Regions from separate parts of the Muntiacus reevesi genome. Here all the other regions are linked to region 2. The links are chromatin contacts, called in public Hi-C maps. All regions are on one chromosome and are shown on one strand. Each heading gives the region's core, a stretch centred on a gene start, on an enhancer-like site or on the middle of the called end of the contact. The rest is flanking DNA. Distances are from core to core; before and after follow the strand shown. Region 1 holds the start of YARS1 (tyrosyl-tRNA synthetase 1). Region 2 holds the start of ZBTB8OS (zinc finger and BTB domain containing 8 opposite strand). Region 3 holds the start of BSDC1 (BSD domain containing 1).

Region 1 (2,958 bases), core at 200-2,699, 130 kb before region 2:
TTTATCACTCCATGAAACGGACATAAAAGTTTAAGCCAAATTAAACTGAACTGCAATTATCTGTAAGAATTCTGCAACTCCCTTGGAGGTAACTGTAGATACTGCAGGAAAGAAAAACAACTCGGACCGCAAATCTCTGCTTTAGGTAACGGCTCACTTAGATAAGGGTGCCAGGACTTTCCTCCCACAGAAACCAAATACTACTCAGCTGAGGCAACAGGTTTCTTTTTAAAAAGAAAATGTTTTTTAAATGATTTAGACAGGATTGCTAAAGCTTGAAGCCTCTAACAAATCCATCAAACTGGAATCACGTAGGGGCAGCAGATGGGCAATTCAATCATTTCCTCTCCCGGGCCCTCCCGGCGTGCCAAGTGCCCGCTCTCATGCCCTGGAAGGAACTGGTGGCACGTCCGATCCTCGAGTGCTTGATCGCAGTTCGCTCAACGTAGGATAAGGCTTGACCGCCCCCAGCTCTCCCTTAGAAGCTCCATAGCCGCCGTACCGCACTGCCCTGCGGGCAGGGCCTTCACACTTCCCTCCTCCCCAAAGACCAAGAATTCCCGCCTCTCCGCGGAAGGCGGGAGCAGCTCGGGGCTTGCTCCCCATTCCTCCCCCAGCAGGAGCCAAACAGCCCCTCAGCAGAGCGGCGCGGTACACCCTCACCCTGCGGGTGGCTGCCCGTCCCACACCTCCGCTCTCCCCTGGGGCGGGCCAGCCTCTCTCCGCTGCCTACCCGCCGGCGAGGCGCGGCCGGAAAGACCGCGATTTTTTGCCTAGCAACACCCTCCCAGCCTTGGGGCAGGGGGAGAGGCAACCCCCACCACCACCTCCAGTCCCCACCCGCACCGGGCACAGAAAACAGACGTCGTTCGCCCCTCTCGGGTAACCAGACGGCACCCTTTGCCTGGGCAGGGTGAGGGGCATCTATCGTCGGCCGACGTGAATTGGCGGGCGGCACAGACACTCCCCCCTCCCGCCGCCATCACCTCAGAAACGAAAACGAGCCCTTCTCCCAGCAGGGTGAGGGCCTCAACCCCTCAACGGGGCGAACGGCATGCGCGGCCCTCTGGAGAAGCAACAGGCGCCCCCTTCCCTCTCCCAGCCGAGGGTCGCCGACCCCCGCTCCTCCCTCAGCTGTTCACCTCCGGAAGCCGGGCCACAGCCTAGGCGAACGACTGCGTCTCACTCCGCCCCCTGCGCCATCTTATCGCCCCCTCCCCGACCTCCCCCACCCCGAGGCTGCCGGGCCAGCGCCAAGGGGAGGGCAAACAGGCAATGATCGGCAGGAAACCGCCCCGCCTTTCAGAGGGTTGCGCCTGGCGCAGGCGCTGAAACCCCGCCCTCCACACCGCCTCCCCCCACCTACGGGCTCCACCCCTTTTCTTCTCATCGACCCGCTCGACACTTGGCTGTTCCTGGCTGCTGGTAGGAGGAGAAGGGTGCAGGCCTGTCAAGCCGAGGGACGAGTTCAGCTGATGCAACCTAACCTGGACTCGCGTGACAGTTTCCGGCACGCGGCGGCGGCGGCTGCGACCGAGAAAGGGGCCCGGGTGCCGGGCTAACTGCTGGAGACGGCAGCGACAGAGCCATGGGGGACTCTCTGAGCCCTGAAGAGAAGCTAAACCTTATCACCCGGAACCTGCAGGTGAGGCCTCGGGGTTGAAAGTGCGCGGTTGGGGACTACGGGCCGGAGGTCCAAGTGATCCTGAGCACCTCGACGGAGTCATAAATGTATGGTACCCGGGATTTCGCGCCGAGGCAGCTCTGAGAGAGATTGCAGTCCTTGCTGCCGGTCGGTCAGTCAGTCCGTTACTACAGAAATCACAGTGGTCTCACCTGTGTGCCATTACTTGTGTTGAGCCAGGCTTTGAATCCACCCCACCCACCCTATTGTGTTCCGGGCGCGGTGCTAAGGCGCTGGGGGGTACGTCTGGACCCTACCCTCCCAGAGCATGTCTGGAGGAAATCAGACGTTTGCAAGGACCCAGGATCCAGACATCTAATTAAGTCGAAACTAGTACTGAAAGGTGATTTACGCGGAGATCTTTATTGAAAGGAAGTTAGGAGGAAGGCTGCGGAGAGTGTTCAGGGAAAGCTGAGGAACTCTAAACTGCCCTGAGGGATTCGGATCACCTCATCACTTCACCTATGTTCTGCTGGTTCCAGAAACTGCAGGAGTAGAAGTTAACCAGAATAATGGGTGTTAAAAACGTGTCAGGTAGAGGGAACCCAGGTCAAGAGCCAGAGGGGAGAAAGAACCCATTGGTTCTGAGAGAAGGCTAGCTTGGCTGGAGGAAAGGAAGCAAAGTACAGATCAAGCACTTAGAAAATATTTACATTGCTCATTCTCCTGACTCTCTCAGGCCTCTGTTGTCATATCATCTGTGGCCTTTATTTAAATAACAAACCCCTACCAGAAAAACTGCCTCATCCCTTACTCTACCTTTTTTTATTTCTCCATAGAACTGATCACCATCTAACATACGGTACATTTTACTAGTTTGTTTAGGAGGAGCAGGAAAGGACCAGGTCATGAAGGTATTGTAGGAAATGTTTGACAGTGGGGTTTATTCTGAAGGCAGTAGCTTGCTTTTCTGTTTTTATAAGATACAATTCACATACCATAAAATCCACCCCTTTAAAGTGTGTGGGTCAGTGGGTTTTCTAGTAGTCACATGGTTGTTCAATTACCATCATTATTTAATTCCAGAGCATTTTCATCATCAAAAATAACCTGTATTCATTACTAATCACTGTTTATTCTTCCCCTCTCCCCAGCCCTAGGGAACCAGTAATCTGTTTTCTGTCTCTAATTTGCCTATTCTAGACATTTCATGTAAATGGAATCACAATATGTGGCCTTTTATGTCTATCTTCTTTCACTAAGCTTAATGTTTTCATGTTTCATCCATGTTGTTACACTTATCGGAACTCTGTTCCTTATTACAGCTGAATAAT
Region 2 (3,043 bases), core at 321-2,820:
AGTCAAATAACCACAATTCACAAATATCTTGACTTCTAAAGTCCTGAATTTTGAAGAAATGTACTTACTCAGTACACATGTAATTTTTAAAGGTTGTTCTGAGTGGCAGGTTATCATGTCACATTCATTTTTGCATTAACCAGATAGTACAAATGACTGTGAGATTCAAAATTTTTTTTGTTTAAAGAACTGCATTCATCATAATCACTTTTTGAAAGCTGACAAATTTTACACTACTGTTTGATCAACTACAGTTATAATACGCCTATTCAATTCAGTTATCAGAAAAAGAAGACATCAACATGTTTTCCCTTATCAGGTAAACTGCAAAGTAGTTTCACATTTTGTCTTTTTTGGCCTAGAAAAAAAATGTCCCCAATAGGTTCTGATCACGTGTCCGCTTCGGGTGACTGGAGAAAGGAAAACAGGGATAATCAATGTGAGAAATCTACACTGAGAACACAACAAAATAACATTCAACGGATTCTTATCACCTGGTTACATCTGGAAGCCACTGTGCAGTTAGGCTAGGCCACTCCAGAGCATGGGTCATCACCAAATCGTAAAGAAAAGGGGTGTTCTTTTTCCATATTTTGTATTCTTCGTTGATCACACGTTCTTCTACTGCGTCATCAAAGGCTGCTAAAAAATAAAAAACAAATTAAGTTAGTGACCACAGATGGAAACCGAGTAAACACTTCCAAAGCCACCGGCACTCTTAAATCCCGATTCTGAAATGGAGATCTATCTAAATCTCCCCGAGGCACAGCCACCAACGCCGCTCTCCAGCCTGACGGGGCTTTAACTGCTGGGCTCATCGCTGCCAAATGCCGTTAGCCGCTCGGGCGACGGCGTCGGGAGGAGCACAGAACCGGCGGGGAGGCCGGAGCACCAGCCCTTGCGGATAGCAAGCACTGAAGGGAGGACCCGGAGAGAGGCGAGCAGACCGACAAGGCGTGCGGAGAAGGACCAAACACCAGCCGGGGACCCAAATGTCTGCTTCAAGCCGCTGCGCCGGGCCTCTGCTCCGGAGGAGCTGGTGCGCCGTTAACCCGCCCCGCGGGGCGATTCTCCTCACGCCTGCGATGGCGGGGACGGCACTCAGTTGAGTCTGGCCTGTCCTCACTGTTAGGCCGTTTCGAGGCCGCTACGCAACCCGGCATCCCCCACTCTCCTGGGGCCGCCCCGGAACCCTCACCTTCCTTGTCGGCCATGGCGGGTAGGCAAGCCGGCGGGGATCCCGGGGTTGAACGTTGCGGGAGGGGCGGGGAGCCTGCGGGCGCTCGCTCTGCGCGCGCGGCCTCTATTGTTTCCTGCTGCCCCTGCGTGAGGGATGACTCGCGCACCTTCGCGCCAACACCGGCCAATCGGAGTGCGCCGAGCGGCAAGGTGGGCGGGGAAGTAGCGTTCGCAACCTATCCAGACGCGTAGAGTCTCTAGCCGCGGGGCCGAGGCGCGCGCTCCGCCCCTGCCCCCACACGGCCCCGAGCCGACTTCCTTCGCTTGCGCGCGCGCGGGTTGGTGAGAGTGAGCCGCCCGAGGTCACGTGAGAGGTTTAGGCCGCAAGCTCCTGGGGGGCAGCCATTTTCTTGAAGTGTTCAGCTAGCCCTTCAAAGTAGGGCTTTGAAAGAGAAATCTAGGATGTTTTCGGGTCTAGTTGTCCACTCTAGAGATAAACTGGAAAGAAAGGCCTTTATTATACCTCGAGATATCTAATTCAAGTGTTGTCCTATTCCTAGGTCCTCCAATATATTTGTTCCTTTACTTCTCAGGACTATTGATGAAGCACGTCCAGAAAATGGGTCCTTGGACTTTTAAAGAACTCCAAGCGGTGAGACCTAGAACGGAAGTCTCCAGAGATTAAGGTTTAGGGGATTAAGTCCTCGAGGATGGCGTCCTAGCCCTTTAAGGGTGTCTGTCTAGGGGCGGAGTCTTGGGCGGATGTTGGAGGTCCGGGCTGAAGTCTGGCTGATGAAGGGCGGAAGTTGAGTTTGGGTCCAAACCCGCAATCATGGCGCAGGAAGGGGAAGATGTAAGAGATTACAATTTGACTGAGGAGCAGAAGGCGATCAAGGCCAAGTATCCTCCAGTCAGTCGGAAGTACGAGTGTGAGTAGGTGGCTCACTTCTCTCCTTGCGGGAGGGCTCTGGCTTCCTCTTCCACTTTGCCTCATAGGGTGGCTCAGGCATTCCCATTTCGCCCTGTGTGAATGCTCTTCTGAACTAATCCCGGGAAAGCTGAAATGCTGAAGAATAAAGACACCTGGTCTGAGAATCAGGAAACCTGGGCTCCCACATATACAGTATCTTGAACTCTTCTTGTATATGCCTAATCACATTTATCTTATGGAAATTTTTGTTGTTTAGTCGCTAAGTCCTGTCAAATTCTGCTACCTCAGGGACTGCTGCTCGCCAGCCCCCTTTCCCCCCATCTCCTGGAATTTGTTCAAATTTATGTCCATTCAGTCGGCGATGCTATGGAACAATCTTATCCTTTGCCGCCCCCGATTTCCTTTTGCCTTCAATTTTCCCATCATCAGTGAAAGTCGCTCAGTCGTGTCGGACTGATTATGACCCCATGGATTATACAGTCCATGAAGTTCTCCTGGCCAGGATACTGGAGTGGGTAGCCTTTCACTTCTCCAGGAAATCTTCCGAACCCAGGGATGGACCCCAGGTCTCCCTCAATGCAGGCGGATTCTTTACCAGCTGAGCCAGCAGGAAGCATCAGGGTTTTTTCCAGTGAGTTGGCTGTTTGCATCAAGTGGCCAAAGTATTGGAGCTTCAGCTTCAACTATAGCCCTTCCAGTGGATATTCAGAGTTAATGTCGTTTAGAATTGACTGGTTTGATCTCCTTGCAGGCCAAGGGACTCCCAAGACCTTCTCTGGCACCACAATTCAAAAGCATCAATTCACCCGCGCTCAGCCTTTATGGTCCAGCGTTCACATCCGTCCCTGTGTGTGCATAGTCGCTCAGTCGTGTCGACTCTTTGCAACCCCATGGACTGTAGCCCATCATGCTCCTCTGTCCATGGGGATTCTC
Region 3 (2,883 bases), core at 133-2,632, 200 kb after region 2:
CTTCACTGAAGTGAGATCAAGAGAAAATGGGGACATGTGAATATAGGGAATGCTTCCAGGAGTTTTGCTGTAAAGGGGAGTAGGGAAATGGTGATGGGTCAAGAGAGGGTTAGTTTTTTGTTTGCTTGCTATGAAGATGGAAGAAATAATAGCATGCATGATGACAGAAATAATCTTGGAAAAAGGGAAATAAAATGGAGTGGGGGGAAAGAATTATTATAGCTACACCCATAGACAAGAGACAATGGATAGATAACTATCCAGGCACCTACTGAAGAGCACACGGAACTCTACTCAGTACTCTGAAATGACCCATATAGGAAAAGAATCCCCAAAAGAGTGGATATATATGTATATATATGAGGTCTTCCAGGTGGCATAATGGTAAAGAATCCACCTGCCAGTGCAGGAGACCTAGGAGATGTGGGTTGGATCCCAGCCCATTCTTGCCTGGAACATTTCATGGACAGAACACCCTGGCAGGCTACATTCCATGGGGTCACACGACTGAGCAACTGAACACAAATGTATAACTTATTCACTCTGCGGTACAGCGGAAACTAACACAAGATTATAAATCAACTACACTCCAGTAAAAAATTTTAAAAATTAAAGAGAGGACGGGATCTAGGCCAAAGTATGAGAGCGCAGATGCAGGCAGGTAGCAGATGAGGCGGTAAGTGAAACGGAGGCCTCATTCGGAAAGTTACCACACACACACAAAATCTTCCTCCTCCAGACACACACACACACAAACACACACACAGTCTTTCTCCTCCAGACTGTCTCCGGATTTCACACCACATACACACACACACACACACACACACACAGTCTTTCTCCTCCAGACTGTCTCCGGATTTCTCCAGACCACATCCAGTTCACGTAGTTTTGAACTGGGTCGCCAAAAATTGAGCTAACTAAATGTGTCTGTCTCCCCAATCTCCTGAGAGCGCCTCCCCGAGAGGTTGCATCGAAGACATCTCTGAATTTTCCTCCAAACCCCCACCCAGAGCTCCACGGACTGCGCTTGCTCAATTGGCCCGAAGAGACCCCAGGCTGCGGCTACGCGGCAAGTTTCATAAAGGGGGGCGGTCCTAGCCCTGCGCTCAGGGCCACAGACGTTCGAGCTCCAGGCTGGCTCGCTCCCTGCCTCCTCTCTACCCGTTTTACAACCCGAGCCCCCAGCCACACGGCCGACCTTGACCCAAAGCGGCCACCGTATCCGATGTCAGCGGATACCGACAGGCGTTCGACGTTGTGGGGGCGGGGCTAACATTTGGGGGTGGGGCCTGGAGACAATCTTGAGTAAGGATTGGACCGAGCTTTCAGGAGCGGAGTTTTAAGTCCGAACCCTGGATCGAGCCTGGACCGAGTTTAAGGAGGCGGAGTCTAATGATGGAGCCGGGCGGAGATGGGGCTGAGGACGATGTCGGCGCCGGGATTGGGCCGCGCGCTCCGGGGTGGTGCTTGAGGGGGCGGTGCCGTGTCGGATGTCAAAGGTCAGTAAATAGTGGTGATGTCATGCGGGCAAGATGGCGGAAGGGTGAGCCCGTCATCCAGTTCTGCGGGCGTTGGGCCCCGAATTCTCCCCAGGGCTGGGGTGCTGGGCCAGAGTCCCCCGGGGGAACGGGAGGCCAGCGCGGGCCTGAACGGAGCTGAAAGGGCGGGGTGGAATCGCAGCGTGAGGGGGTGGGGAAGCTGCCTGCGATGCCCCAGCCCACAGGCCACATCTGAGAGGGGAACTGAGACCCGATCATTGCGCGGGCCACAGTAGCACCGCGGGGCCGCCAGATGTGTCTGTCTTCCACAGGGAGGACGTGGGATGGTGGCGGAGCTGGCTGCAGCAGAGCTACCAGGCAGTCAAGGAGAAGGTAAGCTGGGCCAGCGCCCTTTCTCCGGTAGGGCCCCAAGCCATCTCCCTGCACCCTGTTCCGAGCCTGTCCCGCTGAACCTTGTGGGTTCCGGGCCTCGGGGACCGGGCTGACTTGGGCCCTCCGGGAGGACAGACCCCCGACTCAGACCAGTGTGACTCTAGCTACAGTGAAACAAAGATGGTCTTAAAGACTGGAGCTACCATGTCGTTGGAATCCGTGGGAAGGAGCGATGTATTCCCACTTGGGAAATTCACAGTTTCCTAAAAGAGAACATTTGATCTAGGCCTTGAAGAAAAAGGATTCTAGCGATAGAAACTTACTCCTATAGTCATGCAAATAGTGGAATGTATGAGTGTATGCTTGCGCACTCTCAGACTCTTTGGTCCTCAGGATACCGACATTAGCCCAACAGATGCAGTCTTGGGCCTCCCCAAACTCATGGTCTAGTGAGGAGACAGCAATCTCTGTGGGGTGAGTGAGGCTTGGCTCTGCCCGTGGACAATGCTAGTGTGTGTTCCTGTTTCATTCCATGCTGGTTTGTCAAAACCAACTCATCTGAATTCTGGAAAAAGTTAATTACTATTTAACCTCAAGCATCTGGGGTGAGTCCTGCTTCAGGGCAACTCCAGGAGGCTTCTGGCTTCAGTTAAATCAATGCTCTACTGTGTGAGCATTTTTATCCTCGCTGGCCTGCATACTAGCCTTTCAACTACAGCCCAGAAAACCTGAGAATGACCTGAGCTGTTTATGTTGTTAATGAAGACTCGGAGAATTTCAAACTGAGTTCTAATAGAAGGGACCTAAGAGTAGCTTGCTTCTTGTTGAGCAGTCTTCTGGAAGGAGAGCCTGACATTTGTTTAGCAAATGTTGTGTGAGGGCCTCCTATGTGTTACTGTGAAGGTTGGTCTTCCCATAACCCAAAAAAATAGGTAGTCAATTAGCCTTCCATGTTTGTTCTCTCATTTGAAGCACAGGGAGGGGGTATTGTTTTTGTCTTTGACAGTTC

The links. A called contact is a pair of places that touch in the nucleus more often than the background predicts.
Region 1: a Hi-C map of muscle shows a contact between it and region 2, with 3 times the contacts expected there. The contact joins the promoter of YARS1 here to the promoter of ZBTB8OS in region 2. A contact is called at or near these places in 2 of 3 Hi-C or Micro-C datasets (blood and muscle).
Region 3: a Hi-C map of muscle shows a contact between it and region 2, with 3 times the contacts expected there. The contact joins the promoter of BSDC1 here to the promoter of ZBTB8OS in region 2. A contact is called at or near these places in 2 of 3 Hi-C or Micro-C datasets (blood and muscle).

The regions. Positions count from the first base shown.
Region 1 is chr3:116,513,741-116,516,698 of mMunRee1.1, reverse strand. YARS1 (tyrosyl-tRNA synthetase 1) reads left to right here and starts at 1,449. Exons shown (of 13, transcript XM_065930318.1): 1 at 1,449-1,645. The coding sequence starts at 1,589. S100PBP (S100P binding protein) reads right to left here and starts at 1,238. Exons shown (of 7, transcript XM_065930324.1): 1 at 1,143-1,238.
Region 2 is chr3:116,382,007-116,385,049 of mMunRee1.1, reverse strand. ZBTB8OS (zinc finger and BTB domain containing 8 opposite strand) reads left to right here and starts at 1,570. Exons shown (of 7, transcript XM_065930310.1): 1 at 1,570-2,112. The coding sequence starts at 2,012. RBBP4 (RB binding protein 4, chromatin remodeling factor) reads right to left here and starts at 1,347. Exons shown (of 12, transcript XM_065930320.1): 1 at 1,199-1,347; 2 at 495-642. The coding sequence starts at 1,214.
Region 3 is chr3:116,184,900-116,187,782 of mMunRee1.1, reverse strand. It overlaps BSDC1 (BSD domain containing 1), which reads left to right and starts at 1,382. Exons shown (of 11, transcript XM_065930303.1): 1 at 1,382-1,502; 2 at 1,814-1,874. The coding sequence starts at 1,396.